3 separate regions of the Mus musculus genome follow, and all the other regions are linked to region 1. Evidence: chromatin contacts called from public Hi-C and HiChIP or PLAC-seq data. All regions are on one chromosome and are shown on one strand. Each heading gives the region's core, a stretch centred on a gene start, on an enhancer-like site or on the middle of the called end of the contact. The rest is flanking DNA. Distances are from core to core; before and after follow the strand shown.

Region 1 (4,350 bases), core at 572-3,071:
AGAACATACATGCACATGCAGCTATATGTGCCATGGATGGCAGAGGTCTATACCAGTCATGTTTTTTGATCATTTTCCCCAAATATTTTTGGAAAAGGGACTGTCACTGAACCCAGAGCTTGCCAACTTTAAGTCAAGCCATATTGGCTCATTAGTGAGCTCTAGGGAATCCTCCTGTTTCTGTCTCCCATCTCTGGGATTACAAGCACACCCTGTCATGCTTAGCATGTTTTAAGAGTAAAAGAGTGATCTCAGTTCAGATCCTCATGTTTCACTATCAAGTACTTTATCTGCTGAACCTCAGAAAAATGTACTTCTGCAAACTATGTCATATCACAATCGGTTCACTGTTTTTATCTGGGTAAATCATACTGTTGACATTTCAGAAGCATGGGAGATCTTAGCCATAAATCTTTGTTCTTTATGAGAGATCTGAGATTCAGAAAATAAGTCAGTTAGCAAAGATCATGTGGGACTAAAATGCAAATCAGCAGACTCTTCAAATTTATCCCTTCCCCTATCGTCTCACTGGACTTTGTTGATACAGGGTCTCTCTAGGCAGCCCAGACTGACCTCAAAGCCCAAGTCCTCCAGTCTTGGCTTCCCTTGAGATGAGATTGCAGGCCTATTCTATTACATTCAGATGTCAGATTTCTGTTATTTAAGCAGAGTCTGTGAGTTTGTATTTACAAAATCAAACAAACAAAAACCTTTGTCATCCATAAAGGTTAAGGACTATAGTTAAAGAAATAGAAAGCTTTGTCCCTACAATCTGGACTGGCATCCCTTTCCTAAGCAGCTCTCCCTCTGCCCCCTACTTTCTCTTCAGTAGTATAAGTATGTGTCTTCATGGTAGAACATGTGTCCAATCTTGAGTTTTACATGTTCATTACTGTAGAGACCTTCAAGTCAAGTGCACTAATGCCCTTTTAGAAAAGGTCCCTGGAGAATTGCTAACGGAAGAGAGCAACTGAGTTTATTTTTAAATGATTCATGTAATTAAAGTTTAACATAATTGGACATGAATTGTTCCTGGAGTTTCATTTCGGTGTCCTGAAGTACACATGGTGGGAAACTTTTAGTCATAAAACATTTCTCTCTCAAGGATGTAAATGCCTTTGACATTGCTGGATGGTTCTGTCACTGAGGGAATGGGCACCATCTGTCCCTGCTTAGCTGTGCTGAGAGCATTGACCTGACAGCACACGGAGAAACCGGAGAAGCCTGGTGGAGTATCGCCATTCCTTTCTAACCCAGTAATGAGTTATCTGAAGTGTTAGAAACACCATGAGTTTCTCTGAAATGGAGACAGTGGAATTATTGTCAGTCTGGAAAAGATTAATTATGGGAGTTCAGCGGGAGAATGAGACCGAAACTATCTGGGTTCAGAACCAGTAACCTTTTCCAGCTGTCATACAGCAGTAAAAAGGGAGTCAGATACTCTCTGTTTGCTGGGGATTTCATGGAGACAGCGAGTTAGATTGCAGTAAGAATGCCTATTGATATGAACAGAGGCTAAGCAGGGAGAGAGTTAGGTATTCAGATAAGGATGATGTTGTGCTTGATCTAAACAAACTCGGTGATTGCAATTCACCTTTCGTCCTAATCCACAACAGTCAGCACCAAAAGAGAAATGAACACAGATGTCAGTTCATTGGCGGAGGCTTAATTTCCTCTGACCCACACATCTAATTTTATAAGCACTCAATTATCCCTACTTACATTACCTATGTGTAGCTAATTAACTCGTCATATTCTCCCCGGAACATTCTTGTCCTCGTTCTTCGGTGCTTCCACTTTCTATTTCTGGAAACAGCTTCGGTTAGTCCGAAGCCTCAGCCCACCATGAACAGCCCTTCCCCTTTCAGCTCCTTGCCAACTGCACATGCTTCCAGAAGACATCTCTACTTTTCCCCTTTCTCTTTGTGTTCAAGACCTCCACCACAATCCAAGTCTTTTCTTCTCTCCATTCGTACTCTCTTTAAATATTATCCAGTGTTACTCCTTATTCTCAGTCTTCTCTAGCATGTTGCTTATAGCCTTCTGCCCTCTACAGATCAGTTTAACCACTATAGTCCTACGTTCTCAAAATTCAGCTACTCTAAAAGTATCCATGGACTAAAGCCCAAGTGTGCAGGCAGATGCCATGATTTTGTACCCAGTGGCCCAATTCTTTTGATCTTGCTCTGTGCTTCCTGCCCTGACTTTTCTTGCTTGAATATATAATTTGTGAAATTTCTGGGGCCTGGGTAGCCATCACTTTCTTTTTGTCCTTTTAAGACCTAAGTCAAATCCTCCATAGAACTTTCTTTATTTCCAAAGCCATGAACACCAGAATAAGGTCAGAGGAATCCATCTGATAATATTATGAGGGTTATACACTGAAATCATATGCCTCTGGACCATATACTATTTTTTGAATTCAGACTATCATGTTCAAAATGATGGTTAGATGGCCAGCACCAGTCTGTAGCCTAAGGCACTTTCCAAAAAGACATTGAAAATAAAGATAGATGAAAACTCTTACCACATTTGAAAGCCTGGATAAACCTATAATAAAACTAAGTACTGGGAGGCCTTTAGAAAACACACATGTGCATACACGCAGCCCATGTTTTCATAAGGAAATACAACTGACTAGTGTGGTGCATTCTTTGCTGGGGTAGATAAGCATGACCATGACTTAGAATCCAGAGGTATGGTTGTGACATTCTGACAGCAAAGGAACACCTGCTCTCCTTCTCGCTCGCTCCACCCCCACATTCTATAACAGTCACACAGGGTCCTTCCTATGCCCCTCTCAGAATTCCACACCTGTTCATTCTCTTCTTGGTCTTTGACCCACATTAAAATCATTTCTTTTTGGAAACCCATGAAAGGAGGAAAATAAATTCACTTTCTTTTTTGATTTCTGGGCATGTCGACTCTAACTGCATTTACGACAATCTTTGTGTTGGTGCCTGGATTACTATGCTTGCTTGTTGTCTGCACCATGTCTACACTAATGAATAAGATCCTGGGCTGTAGCCAGGCATGGTGGTGCATGCCTTTAATCCTAGCACTCATGAGGCAGAGGCAGGCAGATTTCTGAGTTCGAGGCCAGCCTAGTCTACAGAGTGAGCTTCAGGACAACCTGGGTGATGCAGAGAAACCCTGTCTCAAAAAAAAAAAAAAAAAAAAAAAAAAAACCAACAACAACAACAAAAAAAAAACTGAATAATTATTCAAGCTATGCATCACTAGGATCTAGTAAAATGCCTAATGAGTGGGTATTTCCTGAGTCTGCAGAAGTGAAAGGATGCTGTCTATACAGCAGATATGTGTGCTTTAAGTTTCAGGAGAAAAAGAGACTTTGTCGTATTCTACTAACTTACTGGGAAGGAACCTAAGAGTTAAAGCCAAGACTTCTTTCTCTCAGGTCTCAGGACAGAGCTAACTCCTCCAACTAGAGTGACCTACATGAAGTGGCTCACTAAATCCTTGCATATTGAAAGTAAGGACTATTCTGTGAGACTTACAATTTTTAAAAACACAACAAATGACTTCACATTGAAGCTTAACTTTAAGAGGCTTTATATATAATTACATTTCTTTACATAGCACGTTTATAGCAGACTGATCAGGTAAAGTAAAACAAGATAGAAGGAATGAATGTTTGAGGATGGCATATATACCCATATGAGTCTTCTCTTTACAGTGCTGTCAAATCATTAAGCTCAGTGGATCCGAGCCTGAACTAGTATTTTTCTGAACTATATTTCAGCATGAAAAAATAATGAAGACTGTCTCCGCAGTGTTTCTGGTTCCGTTGGATAATAGACGACTAATGCAGCCTGCTCACCATGTCAACTACTATTTTAGTCAGGGAAAGGAATCACGGGACTGGTTTTCAAAACAAATCGATTATTTCAGGTTACTTGAGATGCTTGCAAGTGATTGCAAGCAGAGTTATAGCAGTCGAGTCTCAAGTCCATATTGTAAGCTGATTAGCCAGGTATCCCATTTCATAATGGAGTCCAGCTGTGTCTATCTGGGACCTGGTGGTAGAGCAATTCCAAGAAACAGTCTCCCTATCAGCCCTACCTTTCGAAAGAACAGGGCTGCAAGCAAAGATTTGAAAAGACTGGTTATGCTTATACCATCATTGAGAGAAAACATTCTAGTTTTAACAAAGGTAAAGAATGCTATTAAAGGGTCCATGCAGCTCTGTTTGTGGACGTGAAATCTTCTCTTGGAGTTTGGATTCCCATAGCCAGTCATACTAGCCATTGGGGAATGTAAGGTCAGACTACATAGGTCATTAGTATGATAGTGTCTTGCCTCTTCATGTGCATTCTTTCTCTACCAGTT
Region 2 (4,350 bases), core at 1,129-3,628, 130 kb after region 1:
AGCTATTAAGCTTCTAGTTGATGCTCAAGTTCTTCAGGCAGACCCAGTATGTCATGGTATCCACTTGCTCTAAGCTCATCCAACTCAGACACCATGCATGGTTTAAGTTTCTATCTCCAATGAACCTAAGACTGCTAAGCATATCACAATACTTAATAAATTCTTATGAAATGCAGAATGGGTAAATATGTTATTGATATACCCTGGCATTTAGAAATTTCTAGCTAGAACAGACTATTTTTAGACTTCCACAATCAACTATTGTTTTTAACTAAGACTGAATTGGGGACAGATATCACATTGTCTTCTCAAAGAATTATATATGCCCTTTGTGTGCACAGAAAAATAGACACTGAATATAAATAGTAAATAAAAAATCAATAAATACAAGAGTTGACTGATTAAATCACTAAAAAAAAAAAAAAAAAGTGGTGCCTTGAGTATAGCCTGTACATGCGGTACCACATTTTGGAATAGGAAACCTCAAGTCCAGTGAAGGAAGACAGAGAGGATAGGAATATTCAAATGAACAACCAGGAAAATGACCTTTTGTAGACACAGACGCAGTCTAATGAGAAAAGTGCTTCAGTTAGTGGAAATGCCAAGCCAGGGGTTGATATGCTTGGGAATAAACCCAGCATTATCACAGGGGTAGGCAGATGGCACACGTTCCCTTAATTCAAAGCTTCACTTTTGTAAATAACAATGGAAATTGAACAACTGGCACATTCCGAGATTTGCAGGCTATATTAAGAGTTCTCAGAAAAACGAACCTTCTCAGCCATTTCTGTCTTTGGAACATTTAAATATACACTACCCTGAAGGACTATTGACTCATGGTTCCCACTCATGTTATATAGATCTGTTCCAACAGGCTGGAGCCAGCAAGAAGAACCTTATGTGGATGGATACATACATACATACATACATACATACATAGAAACATAGATAGATACATAGATAGATATAGAGGTGATACAGAGATAGACATGTGACATAGATTTGTTCCCATGAAGGCTGTAGCCAGCAGGAGAGACCTTATCTAAATATCTCTATATAGACATCTAAATATGAATATCTCTAACAAATATCTACATAGATAAATAGATTGATAGAGACATCTAGGTAGATATAGATATATATGTGCTAAGTGTAGAGTGATGCATATTAAATGAGTGAATAATTTTAGTAGGTCTTGGATGGCATATAACCAGGTTCCAGATACAGCTCTGGAGTTGAGGAGAGGAAAAAAAAGGATGGGCCAGGAAACAGAAGTTGAGATACAGCACATGAAGGGATTCTCAGGCTAGTGACAGAAAGCTACACAACAGCTATAGAGTTAATTTTTCAATGTTTCCCTTGCTTTGTTCCTTTATAAGGTAAACTAGCTTTGCATTCTGCCATTGGCAGCCTCTTTAAAATACTATCGTGAAAGTAGGTGAAAACTGGGTTGTTCCTGAAGCTTTCGCAACCATTTCACCAAGTACCGAGTCTGTAACCAGATTACTAATAAGTAAGCTAGATGCAAATACTTTACAACAGATGCAGTAAGCTTTTAACTACATTATATTTGTCAGGAAAGTTACAAAGGCATACACATTCTATTTACAGAGAGTCATATACATATGAACAGCACAGGTAACTATATGGTTTGAAATAGACTGTCGATGTGATGATGTCTCGGGCTCATGTTTAATCTATTAACTACCTACCTATTATATAATTACTGAGAGAATTATGCTTTGATTCTGCTCAAAGCAGGGACTCCTGCAGGAGCCTAAGAGCTTCTTATGTGTAGAGTATTTAAAACAGAATGAAATTAGCAATCTGTAACTTAAAATTATACATAACATTTAGCTTCATTTAAAATTAAAGCAGTAGAAGGAACAGATTTTCATGGCATTTCCATTATGCAGAGAGGTAAACAACAAATAAATATGGCACATATGAATATGAAAATCACAGCACGGTAATTGCTGTACTCCATCAGCGTGTGCAATATTAAATCCTCAAATAAACACTTACTTAACCTCATCCTCACACATGCCTATTGCTTTTATCAGAAGGAGAACCACCTGAAACATTCAAACTAACACCCCATCCCCCAATGAGGTACAAAGTCAACGGGAATCACTGCTGTTCCTGAGAGATTTCAGTTGTGCTCCTCCACTGGCTCCAGTAGTGCCAGTATTTCTAAGAGACAGGGACAGGAGAAGAAATGTGGAAGTCAGTTTGAAAAATTCAGCCCTCCTGAGACTGTCTTTTATGTCACATCCTAACTCCACTGCTGATTCTTAAAGCCTTGTGAGGATCATTAACATTGCAGCCATGCCAGGAACCTCTGCCTTCTGGCTGAGACCACACTCCAGCTCTCTCTTTCTCTAGCAGAGAGCAGAAACTCTTTTTGTATACCCTTAATAATAGCTAACGTCTGTCTCATGCTCTGGGCCCGAGCTTGCCCTAAATTTAACCCTCAGCAATGGTTCTCTGTTTTACTCACAGCCACGACCTGACTCATTTATGAAGAGACCTCTGCTACCCTGGAGTTTTTCAACAGGCAAGGGTTAAAAGGTCAACCACGGTGTCGTTTCTGTCTTTATGAATAACAACTGTCAGAATTCAGTTATGCAGAGTAACACGCTGAAGATATCTTATCATTTTACACAGTATGACCAATGGTTCAGATGTGTGGTTTGTGTGCACATGAGACTATGTCTCCTAGCAGGGGACATCAGCGACTTTATCAGAAGCTAGGAACCAGAACATGCATTGATTCAATTCAACTTTAAAACAGAAACCAAAGACGTATGAAATCCAAAGGAAGGAAAACTGCTTTGTTCCAAATAAATACCTTTCAAGTTTACCAATATTCATTGTCCCAGTGATGAAATTAATACATCTTTGCTGCTCTAAACTTAAATTTGACTGGATGGGTAAATTCAAGCCTGAGGCTTTCATGCCATTATCAGAGGCTCTGTCAGTGAGTGCTTTAACCTAATTACATTTGATGCAGCAAATCAAGAAAACCACTGCTGGTTATGACCTCTGCCAAGAGCACTCATGAGCTAGACAAATGGAGCTTAAGATGTTATTAGTTGTTCGTTGCAAAGTTCCAGATCCTGCCCGACAGGAGGCTGCCGCCTGATGTGGGCACGGACCCTCCAGATGGCATTCTGCATTGGCTTGTGGCAAGGCTCTCGGGGACGCTGGCACATTTTCTGCGTCAAAATGAAAGTTTTCCAATTACAAGGAGATAATGTGAGGAGATGCAAACTTAATCTCTTGAACAAAAGGTTGCAAGCTGTGTAATAGCCATTTCAGGGGAGAGATTTCACTACAGTTCAATTGATTTAAACGTCGTAGATCACAAAATGGGCTATCTTTCCTAATAAAACTGAGGACGCAGCTGCAGTAGATTCTACCTCATGGAGCAGGGTGCCAATGGGCTCATCATCTTAGGGACTGCTTCTCTTAACTCCGTGTTTTGTTGAATGCAAGTCGGTGATTATTTTTGCCTTCCCTTATGTGTGAATGAATAACAAGAAACCATCTCCTTTTAGTTAGACAGCAAATGTCTTAAATGAAGCCTTCCAGGTGTAACAGTTTAACAATGTTACTACATAGCAGATCATAGAGTTTCACCAGGGCATATTAAGTGGTAAGAAAGCCTTATTACTATCCAAACCTTTCAGATAGTTTAGCTAAAATGTTAATCTTTCTTTTTTTCTTTTTTACTAAGTCAGGCAACCCTGATGCAAATGGGGTGATATGCCTCAACACTGGTCCCCAAAGAAATGACTCATAGAAGCTTTTAAGCGGGAACTTGCTTGCAAGAGCGCCTCTCAGGAAAACACATGCACTTGACAATTGACAGGAACATGCTGTCGCAGAGCAAGAAAGAATCATATAGCCATCCCCACAAACCACATAGAGACACCGCCAAACAGGAGAAGGAATCCACACCCTGTCTGCACAGAACATTTGCAGAGTGGGGTGTGGAGCGTGGGGGAGAGGGGCTGAGCACACAGCCTTGCATTTAGCTGGTTTTCAAGAGTTTAAAATGCTAAGCTTAGCATGTAGCTCTATAAGCAAATGCCCTTCAATGTCACAGGATTCTTTTCTTCTGTGATTTAAGAAGAATTTACTGATACAAACATTCACAGCCCAGATTTCCATGCATTCCCCACAGAGAAAACATATACTTCCCAAAATCAAAAATTATGCAGTGCACGCATAGAAAAGTACTTTTGTCACAAATTCCAAGATATTAAAAATACATTTTATACATTGAGATGATGATGGATGATACAGGTTTGTATGAATCTCTGAACTGCAGTGGATCGGGCTAAC
Region 3 (4,350 bases), core at 761-3,260, 110 kb after region 1:
AAATGTAATTTTATCTCATTTTTATTACATTTAACTCTGTGTGTGTGTGTGTGTGTGTGTGTGTGTGTACCACTGTATACACGTATACAAGTCAAATTGTAGAATTTGGTTCATTGGTTCCCTACTTCTCCCCATGTAGATAAAGGCCATGAGGTTTGATGGCAAGCACCCTCAAAGCCATTTTACTGGCCACAAAAAGTGATTTTTAACTCAAATATATCCTTCTTTTGTATGATAGAGTATTAAATATCTATAGGTAGCAGGCAGCTGCAAATACTAGATAAATAGTAGTGAGCAAAAATCATAGAAGCCAGCATAATAACAGTTTTGAGACCTATAAGACAACAAACTAAAGTTGGGAAGAAATCAGTTTCTGAGAACATAAGAAGCAGGCAGTAGGAGTGCAAGTAACATGAAAGGCTTAGCAACATGGGAGAGCTAATGAGGCTTCCGCTTGTTATTTAGGTAAGATCTGGACGATAAGATAGGTTGGGTTGTAGCACAAACTCAAAGAAAAACACTTTATTTGGTGACAAGATTTTTAACGCTGGAAACAGTTCATTATTTCCTAGAAAATAGTGAGGCCATGTTAAGAGAAGAATCAAAAACAAAACAAAATAAAAAACCATAAATTACCCAGGATATGATGATTAGCTCTTTCATACCTTGTAAGACATTGGAAGGAGTGGATATTTTTATTTATTTGAAACAAGAAGTATTATTAAAGACTTTCAAGAAAGCCTGATTTAACCTGCTTTACACATTTAGGGGCTCCCAGATGCTTGGCATGATGGATGGCTATGGTAGAGGACAGAAGAAAGCAATGCAAGAAAGGGGGAAATCTGTTAGGAGATGGGGTAATTTCAGTGAACGAGGACCGCTCTCATTATAGACTGGGATCACAGAAATGAGAGGAAGCAAAGGAAAAAGGATTGATGGTTTAACTCTTTATTTTACCTGAAAGGTGTGGCTTAGATCCTGATAGAGAAGGGGAAAATCAAAAGGTACTTCTAGATGTCAAGTGCAAGCAAGTGTGTGCTTGGCGATGCCATATACTGAGAGGGTGAAGAAAGAAAAAAGTTTCCAGAAGGGGAAGAACTCTATTTTGGATGCATTAACTTGAAAGTTGACTGTGAGTCACCAAATGGAAATTTCCTGAGACTAACTAGAGAGAATTAGTTCACAGCCCCCAAAAGAGGCCCCACAAAGGTAGCAGAGGGAACAGGAAGTTTCTAGCTACTATGAGTTGAAGAGATGACCTTTAGACTCTAGATAAATTAAGAAATCCATGCTGGACTGTAGCTCAGTTGGTAAAGTACTTGCCTAGCATGCATAGTGTCTCAGAGTTTATCCCCAGTACCTAAACTAAGGATAGAAGCACACTTGGAAAGTGGCTCAAGGCCATCACTGGCTACCTAATGAGTCAAGCAGTCAGGCACTTTTCTTTAGTACTAAGCAGAACACTGCTCATCATACACATCCAGGGAGACAAAATCTGGAGAAATTAGAGAGAATAGTTTCACATTTTAACATTAAGAGAGAAAATTACCCAACTCAAAAAAAATGACAGATGATTTGAGCATGCATGTTTCTTAAAATGAATACAGACAAAATTGACAGCATCGTTTGTTACTAATACATTCAAGTTAGAACGACTGAATGTAACAATACACACACATTTTTATAATTAAAATATTGACCATGCTAATAGTCTGCCGGATGGCAACAAAGAGCTTTCAAATACAGCTGTCAGGAATGAAAATGGTACAGCTACACTAGAGGAAAAAAAAATGTTAGGCAAATTCTTAAAATTTATAACCTAAAGAATGTTAAGGCTGTTATGTGACGTAACCCTCCTAGTCCTAGGTTTTTACCTAGGACAGATCAAAATACATAGCCATAGAATGAACTGTTTGTACATCAGTGGCCATATCAGCTGTACGTAGGACAGCCCTAAGCTAGAACCCACACAAATGCCCGCTGGCTGGTGAGTAAATATTTGAAGTGTCACGGGATCCTACCTCCCCGCAACCACAGCAGCAATTCACTGACAAAGGCAGCTGCACAGAGACTCAAAAGAACTAGGCCAAATTTCACAGAAAAAAAGACCTGGGCAAAAGTGTGCCATTCACAAGGGAGTGGAAAGAACCTAAAAACAATAGGAAGCATGAGGAGACTTAGTGTTGACTGTATTCATTGTTCTGCTTGAGGTAATGGTCCCATGTGTGAGCACACATGCCAGAGCCTAGCAAGTGCACATTAAAACATACACAGTGCATTATATCTCCACCATTCTCCACTCGACTCTGTGAGAAATGAAAGGAAGTTGAGAAGCAGGAAAGATCATTTGTTACTCACGGATTGAACAGAGTAAACACATTAGTTTTGAAAGGTTCAGAAATATAAATCTGACCACCAATATCATAAAGGGGGTATTTGGAACCTTGGGAGGGAATGAAGCCAATCAGAGAAGGGTTGGCATGAAGAGAGATGAAGATTCGGGGTGGGTCGGAAATCACCATCAAATCAAGCTGTAAAGTGAAGACAGTGGTGATAAACACTCTGGCTTTTATATGTTGCTTCAATCTAAAAATCAGAGCTGAAGCACTTGATGACCAGTTAGGTAATGCAGTAAGCATGCAAATCACTTAGCATCATTTGTGACTGATTTTTTTTTTAAAAAATATTTGTTCCTAGCTCTAAGAACATTGTTACTGATTCTAATTTACAAATACTATCTTTTTCCCATGTTCATATTTAGAAAACTCCCATTCAAAATGGTCTATCACTGTGAAAAGATGTGTTTCCTGAAGCTGTAATACACGCTGACTTACCTGACATTAAATTGGCAGCATCGTGCATGCTGTGCATCGCCGACTGAGCACAGAATACAAATCACCACAGAGAGGAGGAGAGAAAACCCCTCATTTGAACAGGTGTTTAGGAGACATACACCAGCAGATCCTAAGTTAAACATACTAAAGCTCAAAGATAAATTTTTTCCTTCAGGCTTAAGGTAAAGTATTTCAAGTGGCTGAGTTAATTCTCTATTTCGAATAATCTTCTCTGTTTGTTGTTTGCCTTTGTAAGACAAAAGCCCAGAAACCTTGTTAATATTACAGAATCATTTCAGATTAAGTCTCTTCGTGTTTATAATGCCAAATAACATTTTACTAGAAAGATTTCATGAGTCCCTTTCCTTGCTCAGACTGCCCACTCTGCCCTCAGCCCTATACCAAATGCTTGCACACGTGTGGTTAGTGGTGGCTCTCTCCTCTTTCAGCCTCCAGCGCTACTGCTTTCCAGAAGTCTCTCCCAAAGCCCACCATGAAACCCCCCACATTCCCTGTAACTTAAGTTTGTTCAACATTTGGCGCTGCCTGGGGTCTATTTTTTTCCAATAGTCTTCCCCATGCTTGCCCCTTCCCTCCTCCTTCCCTCCCTCCCTCCTCCCTGCCTCCCTCCCCTCCTTCCCTCATTCCTTCTTTTAGAATAGGATAGCAATCCTGGATAGGATACTCTCTCCTTCTGTTTGCTGACTATGTACATTCTAGGGCAATTGCGAATTTGCCTATTTCTATTTTCCACCTAGTTCCTTCTCAACCCTCTTCCTAGTACTGGTATCACCACCTGTGGTTTTAGCTCCCAAACTATATTTCATATAAACTAGTATTTATATGAAATGAAGACACCCCTGGGAACAAACCACACTACCTACCAAGCTCCATTTATTGGCTAGTTTCTATTGGACCTGCATGACTAGGGTTCATCTCTTATGCTTCTTATGCTAAGAAGGTATGTTTGTTCAACAAGAAAGAAATACACTGGCAGAATATAAGTCCTCCAAATAAAGTTATGATATGATGATCGGTTCGAGTTTGTAACAAGTTTATTTGAGGGGTACTTTTCATTGAAATGTGCATCAACTTGTGGTTGGCAGTCATGGGCCAGTGTAGAAAAGCTGGGGGAAATGACATTTGAGAGTGGAATCTTACCAAGTATGAACTTGCTTGGTCTGAAGCCAGGAACTCAGCATTCATCTCATGTTAGCTTCCTGTACAGCTTAAAGTAAATTAAAGTAAGCTGTGTGACCAAAATCACAGAACTATGCTGAAGTCTTGCCTTGTGCCTCATGTTTGTGACACTTTGCTGTTGCAGAGGAAACCAATTTACAATGCTGACCTTTAAAGTATAGACTTCCTGGTTAAGATCCAAGTTTTAACTACACTTAGTTTTTTTTGTTTGTTTTTTGTTTTTGTTTTGTTTTGTTTTGTTTGAAAAATTTTAACTGGATACTTTGTTTATTTAAATTTCAAATGTTATTCCCCTTTCCCAGTTTTCCCTCTGCAA

What was found. Hi-C and Micro-C count contacts between places; a contact is called where the count stands out from the background. HiChIP or PLAC-seq counts read pairs in DNA pulled down with a chosen protein or histone mark.
Region 2: a contact with region 1 is called in a BATF HiChIP or PLAC-seq map of CD8 T cells, with 12 read pairs. The contact joins two enhancer-like sites. A contact is called at or near these places in 2 of 15 datasets of contacts at CTCF or cohesin (the G1E-ER4 cell line and pro-B cells), 27 of 484 Hi-C or Micro-C datasets (the C2C12 cell line, CD4 T cells, the G1E-ER4 cell line and 20 more) and 4 of 115 datasets of contacts at active chromatin or transcription factors (the 230-238 cell line, CD8 T cells and memory CD8 T cells).
Region 3: a contact with region 1 is called in a Hi-C map of double positive thymocytes, with 2.8 times the contacts expected there. The contact joins two enhancer-like sites. A contact is called at or near these places in 1 of 15 datasets of contacts at CTCF or cohesin (the G1E-ER4 cell line), 6 of 484 Hi-C or Micro-C datasets (CD8 T cells, the HPC-5 cell line, cerebral cortex and 3 more) and 2 of 115 datasets of contacts at active chromatin or transcription factors (the 230-238 cell line and memory CD8 T cells).

What each region holds. Positions count from the first base shown.
Region 1 is chr2:79,084,867-79,089,216 of GRCm38.p6, reverse strand. No RefSeq gene overlaps it. Among named protein-coding and RNA genes, the nearest start is that of Gm35748, 35 kb to the left of the region's middle. Within about 2 kb of position 1,821, at least 96 of the 459 cell types and tissues checked have an H3K27ac peak or open chromatin away from gene starts, as enhancers often do. A contact at or near this core is called in CD8 T cells, double positive thymocytes, group 2 innate lymphoid cells and 3 more, where this site is marked.
Region 2 is chr2:78,960,014-78,964,363 of GRCm38.p6, reverse strand. No RefSeq gene overlaps it. Among named protein-coding and RNA genes, the nearest start is that of Gm37004, 10 kb to the left of the region's middle. Within about 2 kb of position 2,378, at least 42 of the 459 cell types and tissues checked have an H3K27ac peak or open chromatin away from gene starts, as enhancers often do. A contact at or near this core is called in CD8 T cells, group 2 innate lymphoid cells, memory CD8 T cells and 2 more, where this site is marked.
Region 3 is chr2:78,977,876-78,982,225 of GRCm38.p6, reverse strand. The region is part of intron 1 of Gm37004 (a long non-coding RNA gene); the gene reads right to left. Among named protein-coding and RNA genes, the nearest start is that of Gm37004, 7.5 kb to the right of the region's middle. Within about 2 kb of position 2,010, at least 23 of the 459 cell types and tissues checked have an H3K27ac peak or open chromatin away from gene starts, as enhancers often do. A contact at or near this core is called in CD8 T cells, double positive thymocytes and memory CD8 T cells, where this site is marked.